Linked DNA regions of Pan troglodytes: region 2 is linked to region 1. The links are chromatin contacts, called in public HiChIP or PLAC-seq maps. All regions are on one chromosome and are shown on one strand. Each heading gives the region's core, a stretch centred on a gene start, on an enhancer-like site or on the middle of the called end of the contact. The rest is flanking DNA. Distances are from core to core; before and after follow the strand shown. Region 1 holds the start of POLE3 (DNA polymerase epsilon 3, accessory subunit). Region 2 holds the start of CDC26 (cell division cycle 26).

What was found. HiChIP or PLAC-seq counts read pairs in DNA pulled down with a chosen protein or histone mark.
Region 2: a contact with region 1 is called in an H3K4me3 HiChIP or PLAC-seq map of stem cell-derived excitatory neurons, with 12 times the contacts expected there. The contact joins the promoter of CDC26 here to the promoter of POLE3 in region 1. A contact is called at or near these places in 1 of 7 Hi-C or Micro-C datasets (stem cell-derived neural progenitor cells) and 1 of 1 datasets of contacts at active chromatin or transcription factors (stem cell-derived excitatory neurons).

The regions. Positions count from the first base shown.
Region 1 is chr11:25,029,784-25,033,286 of NHGRI_mPanTro3-v2.0_pri, forward strand. It overlaps POLE3 (DNA polymerase epsilon 3, accessory subunit), which reads left to right and starts at 1,955. Exons shown (of 4, transcript NM_001246516.1): 1 at 1,955-2,075; 2 at 2,163-2,248; 3 at 2,575-2,693; 4 at 3,318-3,503. The coding sequence starts at 2,010. The coding sequence ends at 3,490. It overlaps C9H9orf43 (chromosome 9 C9orf43 homolog), which reads right to left and starts at 1,645. Exons shown (of 14, transcript XM_054658978.1): 1 at 1,304-1,645.
Region 2 is chr11:25,168,644-25,172,146 of NHGRI_mPanTro3-v2.0_pri, forward strand. CDC26 (cell division cycle 26) reads left to right here and starts at 1,768. Exons shown (of 4, transcript XM_003312239.5): 1 at 1,768-1,906. It overlaps PRPF4 (pre-mRNA splicing tri-snRNP complex factor PRPF4), which reads right to left and starts at 1,703. Exons shown (of 14, transcript XM_009457111.5): 1 at 1,519-1,703; 2 at 564-744. The coding sequence starts at 1,545.

The sequences.
Region 1 (3,503 bases), core at 705-3,204:
AATGTCCAGATTTCTGGCTCCTTTTAGGGACCAAAATACTTGACAACACTGGGCCCAATTCCAGCTGAAGAGCAACTGACTAGCGCTGAGCAGCCCTGACGGTTTCAGCCAGGTCTGTTCTATCCAAGCGGAGTTCCCCCACCAGACCTTATGGTCTCTAATTGAAACACTTTCAGTTGCCATTTATCATAGCATTTGCTCTTTTGTTTTAAAATATTTCTCTATAATCAGGCTTCTATCGAAAGCGGGAAAACTACAGGGCGACTTGGGACTGCATGCTTGACGGGAAAAAAAAGCAGCATTAATTCTCAGTGGGAGGCTGGACGCGGTGGCTCATGCCTGTAATCTCAGCACTTTGCAAGGCCGAGGGAGAATCACTTGAGCCCTGGAGTTCGAGACCAGCCTGGGCAACATGGTGAAACCCTGTCTCTACGAAAAATACAAAAAATTAGCTGGGTGTGATGGAACGCACCTGTAGCCCCAGCTATTTGGGGCTGAGGTGGGAGGACCACCTGAGCCAGGGAGGTCGAGGCTACAGTGAGCCGAGACCGTGCCGCTGCACTCCAGCCTGGGGGACGGAGTGAGACCCTGTCAAGAAATTTTAAAAATTAAAAAAATAAATAAAATCAGTGGGAGTGAGAATTTCTACGAACTTAATATAAAAATAACTTAAAAACAACTTAAAACGCCATTGCGCCGGGCGCGGTGACTCGCGCCTGTAATCCCTGCACTTTGGGAGGCCGAGGCGGGCGGATCACGAGGTCAGGAGATCGAGACCATCTTGGCTAACACGGTGAAACCCTGTCTCCACTAAAAATAGAAAAAAATTAGCCGGGCATGGTGGCGGGCGTCTGTAGTCCCAGCTACTCGGGAGGCTGAGGTAGGAGAATGGCGTGAACCCAGGAGGCGGAGCTTGCAGTGAGCCGAAATCGGCGCCACTGCACTCCAACCTGGGCGACAGAGTGAGACTGTCTCAAAAAAAAAAAAAAAAAAACCCAAAAAAAAACGCCATTGCAAAACCTTGAGAATGGTTTTAACTGGAAAAGATGTATGATGAACAATTTAACTGAAAAATAAATACAATTTTAACACGGTTTGTTTTTGAAAGCGAATGTGACGTTGCATTCTTCATACAATGAAAAGGCTGCTTCTCGCCCTTTCGTTACCTGCCCAGTCCGAATTGACTCCTGAGACCTAATCAGGCGCATCTCTATATGGCCAGCATTATCCCTGGGCTGCCTAAATAGTTCGCGTTAAAAACAAACAACAACAATAAAATCTAAATAACACTCAGTCTTAGTACCATTATTACAAAAGCGTGAGGAGCGAAAAGATTAAAGATGAACATCAACTTCGGTAGAGATGGAAAAAGACTGCCCGCTCCATTCCAGGAAAGAAAAAAGAAAATGGGAGAATCTGATCACGACGGGCTGAGGTCCTGTGAGAGCAAAGCAGATTCCAAACCGCTTAGGGTTGCTAAATCAAGTGGTAAAACGTGGCCCCTTGCTGCGCGGTGAGATTAACGGACCCGGCAGGCCCAGAGCCTGCCTCGGGTCCTAAAGGGACCCGCCCCGCCGAGTCAGCCACGCCTTCGTCTCCCACACGCTGCGCCCGGCCGCGCCGTCACCCAGCAGCGGCGCAGGGCACCATGGGAAACGGACGGAAGCTCCATTGAGCCAAATAAGTTGGTGAGAAGGTTCCCGACGCGGCGATGGCGAGAAGCAGAGAAATGGACCTGGGGAGGGGCGTGCGGGGTGCGGTAGGGTTGGATGGAAGCCTTGGCGGGCCAAAACCACTGCGGCTTCAAAATCCGGATGCGCCGGTATTTGAGGCGGAGGCGGGGCACCAAGGAGAAGGGAGGCTATGGCGCTCAGAGCACTGTGGGACACTGTAGGCCACGTGGGGCGGGACGGAAGCCTCGGAGGGTCAGACCGTAGCGACGCGGGAAGTCCGGACGCAGTAGCTCCCTGAAGCGGAGGCGAAGGGGAGTTTAAGCCCCAGCGGCGGCAATGGCGGAGAGGCCCGAGGACCTAAACCTGCCCAATGCCGTGATCACCAGGATCATCAAGGAGGCGGTGAGCAGCTCGGGGGGGGCGGACGAACGGGCAGGAGGGAAGCAGGTGCTGGAACGGCAGCTTTGCTCACCCCCGGTCTCCTCGCAGCTCCCGGACGGTGTCAACATCTCCAAGGAGGCCCGGAGCGCCATCTCCCGCGCCGCCAGCGTCTTCGTGCTGTACGCCACATCCTGGTGAGCGGGACAGAGGCATAAGGGAGGCGCGGGGATACTTGGCTGGGAGTTGCTGGCCGGGAGCCTACAAACCCCAACGATTGTGCCCTCCCTCGGTGGGGACATGTTCACAGTCCTCTGCCAGTTTTTACAAGTTCTGAAGCAAAATAACACAACAAAATCACTTTGCTTTAGCTTTTTCGTGCAGAGAAGGAAAGGACTTATCCCTGTCACACCAAAATCCATACATGTAAGAGGCAGGCTTTCCCGTTCCACCTCTGGGTGCTCCTTTTCCCACTCACGCCTTACAAACAAGAGGGAGTCTGACAGCCTTTCTCTTCTCTCAGTGCTAACAACTTTGCAATGAAAGGAAAGCGGAAGACGCTGAATGCCAGTGATGTGCTCTCAGCCATGGAAGAGATGGAGTTCCAGCGGTTCGTTACCCCATTGAAAGAAGCTCTGGAAGGTAACGAGCCTCTTGTCTTCTAAACCACATAGAAGATGGTCATCCTGTATGACCTGTTCACCAGGCCCTGAGCCTTTCTCAGCGCGGGTCCCTTTAAGTCCAGTAAGCCAGCACTTGATGTGACTCGACCCAGTTCGGTGGGCACCACCTCAGATCTGTTTTGTGATGCTGAGCAAGTTATTTTTCCTTCTCTGCCTCCGTTTTTGTTTTTGTCTTGCTTTTCTTGTTTTTTTTTTTTTTTTTTTTTTTTGAGACGGAGTCTTGCTCTGTCACCCAAGCTGGAGTGCAGTGGTGGGATCTTAGCTCACCGCAGTCTCCTCCTCCTGGGTTCAAGCAATTTTCCTGCCTCAGCCACCCGAGTAGCTGGGACTACAGGCGCACGCCACCACGTAGGGCTCATTTTTTATTTTTGTAGAGACGGGGTTTCACCATATTGGCCAGGCTGGTCTTGAACTCCTGACCTCAGGTGATCCGCCCGTCTCAGCCTCCCAAAGTGCTGGGATTACAGGCGTGAGCCACCGCGCCCATCTGCCTCCGTTTTTCCAATTGTACAATGTAATTAGCTCCTGCAGTCTGTCTGGCTCACTTTCAGCTGTCTCCTAACCCCTTGTTTCCTCCTTACAGCATATAGGCGGGAGCAGAAAGGCAAGAAGGAGGCCTCAGAGCAAAAGAAGAAGGACAAAGACAAAAAAACAGACTCGGAAGAGCAAGACAAGAGCAGGGATGAGGACAATGATGAAGACGAAGAAAGGCTGGAAGAAGAAGAACAGAATGAAGAGGAAGAAGTAGACAACTGAAAAGGGCGGGAGA
Region 2 (3,503 bases), core at 518-3,017, 140 kb after region 1:
CAAACCAATGCCAGAACTATGTTAGATCTCCAGAAGACAAATGGAATCAATCTGAATCCAAATGTACACTGAATTTTTGATAAGACTGCTCACTCATAGAAGAAAAACTATATAACAGATTGTAAGAAAAAGGCTCTCAGCCTTATAGCTGCAAGTTTAAGAATTGAAACTCTGCCGGGCACAGTGGCTCACACCTGTAATCCCAGCACTTTAGGAGGACGAGGCGGGCGGATCACAAGGTCAGGAGTTTGAGACCACCAGACCAACATGGTGAAACCCCATATCTACTAAATATACAAAAATTAGCCGGGCGTGGTGGTGTGCGCCTGTAATCCCAGCTACTCGGGAGGCTGAAGCAGGAGAACTGCTTGAACCCGGGAGGCGGAGGTTGCAGTGAGCCAAGATCGCGCCACTGCACTCCAGCCTGGCGACAGAGCGAGACTCTGTCTTAAAAAAAAAAAAAAAATTGTAATTTTTTGACATTATAAAACTGGTGGTATTTAAGTTTAGAAAGGTATTCATTACACAAAGAGGTAAAGATGGGCTCACAATTTGCATCTTACCAGAGGTTATATTAATATTTCCAGCTTCGATCCCTGCTTTAAGTCCGTCTTTCCCCAAAATCCCAGACTCTCCTTTGGCCAGACGCTCCCTCTCCTTCTCTTCCAAACTTCCATAATAGATGTGTGGTTTCTTCACGACCGGAGCAACTAAGTCGTCGGGTGCTTTAGTTTTGGTTGCCTGCTAAATCAAAGATCTGGATTAAACTAAGGTTTAATCTTGGCAATTTACCGGAATTCACCAGAGGATGAAGCTCACCCTGAGTTTCACAGTCCTATTTCCTCCGTAATTGAAAGGACAAATTGGACACTACTTAAGACGTTCTTCATTGATTTGAGGAGGTGAGGGTAGGGTGAGGGTGTTTCAGTCCCTCACTTTGGTTGACGGGATTAATAAAACTAGTGAGGTTCTCTCGGGTATTTTCCTATGAAAGGTTTGCTCTGGAATCTGTTTACTTCATTCCGTTGGAAGTGTTCAATCTCGTGTTTTATGCTTCCCGGATTACTGCTTATCACTGGGGAAATACTAAGGATAGATGAAATAACCAACGCGGTGCTAAAGGATAACAAGTTACAACATTACAAGTGTATACATTTCAAACGTTCCTAGACGTGAGGTAGTAGGAGTTAGTAGGTCTCATTAAAATTCTGAGATCTGCCAAAGGCATAAACCTTGGCCAAGACACTTCCCTATTTCAGAGCACCGTTACTGGATGAGTCGGAAGAGATGCTTGCCCTTTGGGGCTGTAGTGGGAGAGGTGCAAATAAGCTACAGTCCACGAAAGCGCTTAGGGATCAGGAAAACGGTGGTCCGCTGTGTAGGACACCACTGAGTCCCGCAGCCTTCCTCCTCAGCCCTCCACCGCCTTCTCCCGCTCCTTAACGGCCCCTTCCCGCAGAGATCCCCTTCCCCCTTAGCGCTCCCTGCCAGAGTGAGCTGGGATCCCGGGCTCTGTACCGTGGAGGAGGCTCGGGAGGAAGCCATGCTGGGCTCTGGAGCCGCGAGGCCCCAGCGAAATCCGAACACTCCCTTTCAGACCGTCCACCGCGCGCCCAGCAGAGGGGAAGTGCGTCACTGACAGGAAGTGCGTCACTGACAGGACGTGGGCCAAGAGGGGTCACCGCCCCCGGAGCGGCGCGGAGCATGATGGAAGTCGTAGTAGGAAATGGCGTCGTGGCATTGAGGGGCATCCCGCCTAGAACCTCCAGGAAAAGCTCGCGGAAGACGAGGTTCTGCGGAGAGAGAGGCTCCAAGCAGTCTGGGAAGTGTAGTCCAGTTGGCTTAGCAGTAGTTTCGTGGGGGGGAGCCGAGGTTCCGGGAAGGGGCTAGGCCGGCTTGAAAAGAGGTAGGTGAGTCGACTCGCGCGGCTCGGGGCTGAACTCTGGAGCGAGTCAAGGGCTTCCGGGGTCCGCTGTGCCCCCAGGGCGTACGGGGGCGTTTACGTCTTCTTGGAGCCGAGGACCATGTTACCATAGAAACCCTTGCCTGGGCTCCGAGGTACAGGCCTGGAGCTAGGGGACGAGGACTGTTCTCCTCCATGGTCCGGAAGTCTTCCCAGGCTCCCCCTCTGAGCTTGATGGCTCGGCGGTGGATTTGGGCTGCGGCGAGAGATTAAGCTAGAAGAGCCCGCTAGTGCCAAAGTCAAATAAAGACCCGGCGGAGGAGCTTCGGCCTGATTTTGTTGATTTGTCTTCAGCCTGGTCTTTGTATCAGATTGAGAGTAAGATGATGGATAGGAAGGTGTCAGGTAACTCTGTACGTCTCTCTGCCCTGCTGGATGCTGGGGCATTAGAGACGAACAGGATAAGGTTTTTATCCCCACATGGGCGGTGGGAGATCCTCAAAATATTGACGTTTCCCTAGCTGGCCAGATCCTCATGCAACCCCCTAGAACAATTACAGCAATAATAGATGTTATTTATTGAACATTTATTAAATGCCAAATAATATTCCAAGAGCTTACTGTGTATTACGTTATTGACTTCCTACAACAGCAGAGTAGGATACAGATGAGGGAACTAAGGTCTAGTGAGAAATGAAACGAATTGTTCAGGATCGGTGGTGTAGTGGGATTAAAACCTGTGCCCTTTAACCTCTACAGCCAGCACTTTTAACTGTTAATCTATACTGCTCCCTAGTGGCCAGTTTTTTGCAGTTTGCAGAAAAGGTAAAATGTATAGATTTTTTTTTCCCCCCTTTTAGGTATCCCTATCCCTCTCTTTCCCTCTTTGGAACTTTGGCTTTCTCTACCATTTGTCTGCATTGGAATCTGGTAGAAGATAATGCCTGATTTAGTACAAAGGAATTTGAAATGTAATGTGCCAGTGTTTTGTGTTGATAATATCACCTGTAGTATCCTAAGCTTCATGGGAGAAGGAACTATTTCTTCCTTTGTATACTTCACAGTCCTTAGTTTCATCCTAGATACGTGTAATAATTTGTATCTGTACATACTTTCAAGGAGTTTTCACTTCCATCATTTTCACTTAATGCTTATCATGTTGGCCTTTATAATTTTTATAGGAGGCTAAAATTATTAACCAAACTGAACAGCTTGCTTCGATGACTTCTTTATGTGTGAAATAGGAATCATTTTGTCAACTTCACAGGGTTTTTGTGTTAAAATAAGAATGTAAAGAATGGGAATGGAAAAACAGCACGGTGCTCAAGAATGATCTCACCTTTTAGTCAACAAACATTTACTGACTGTTTTTATAGATACACTCTAGGGGATGCTGTGGAGAATATACAAATGATGCCATCAACAGATATTAAACTCAGTTGGGGGGGTTGTGTTTTCTCAAAAACAAAACAAAACAAAATGGTTTTTGTTAACATAGTATTACCTTGGGATTTCAGGCTGTGGAATGCTCTCTTGAGCCTCTTTTTTTTTTTTTTTTTTTTTTTGAGTTGGGGTCTCATGGTAAGGTCATGTCTCACGG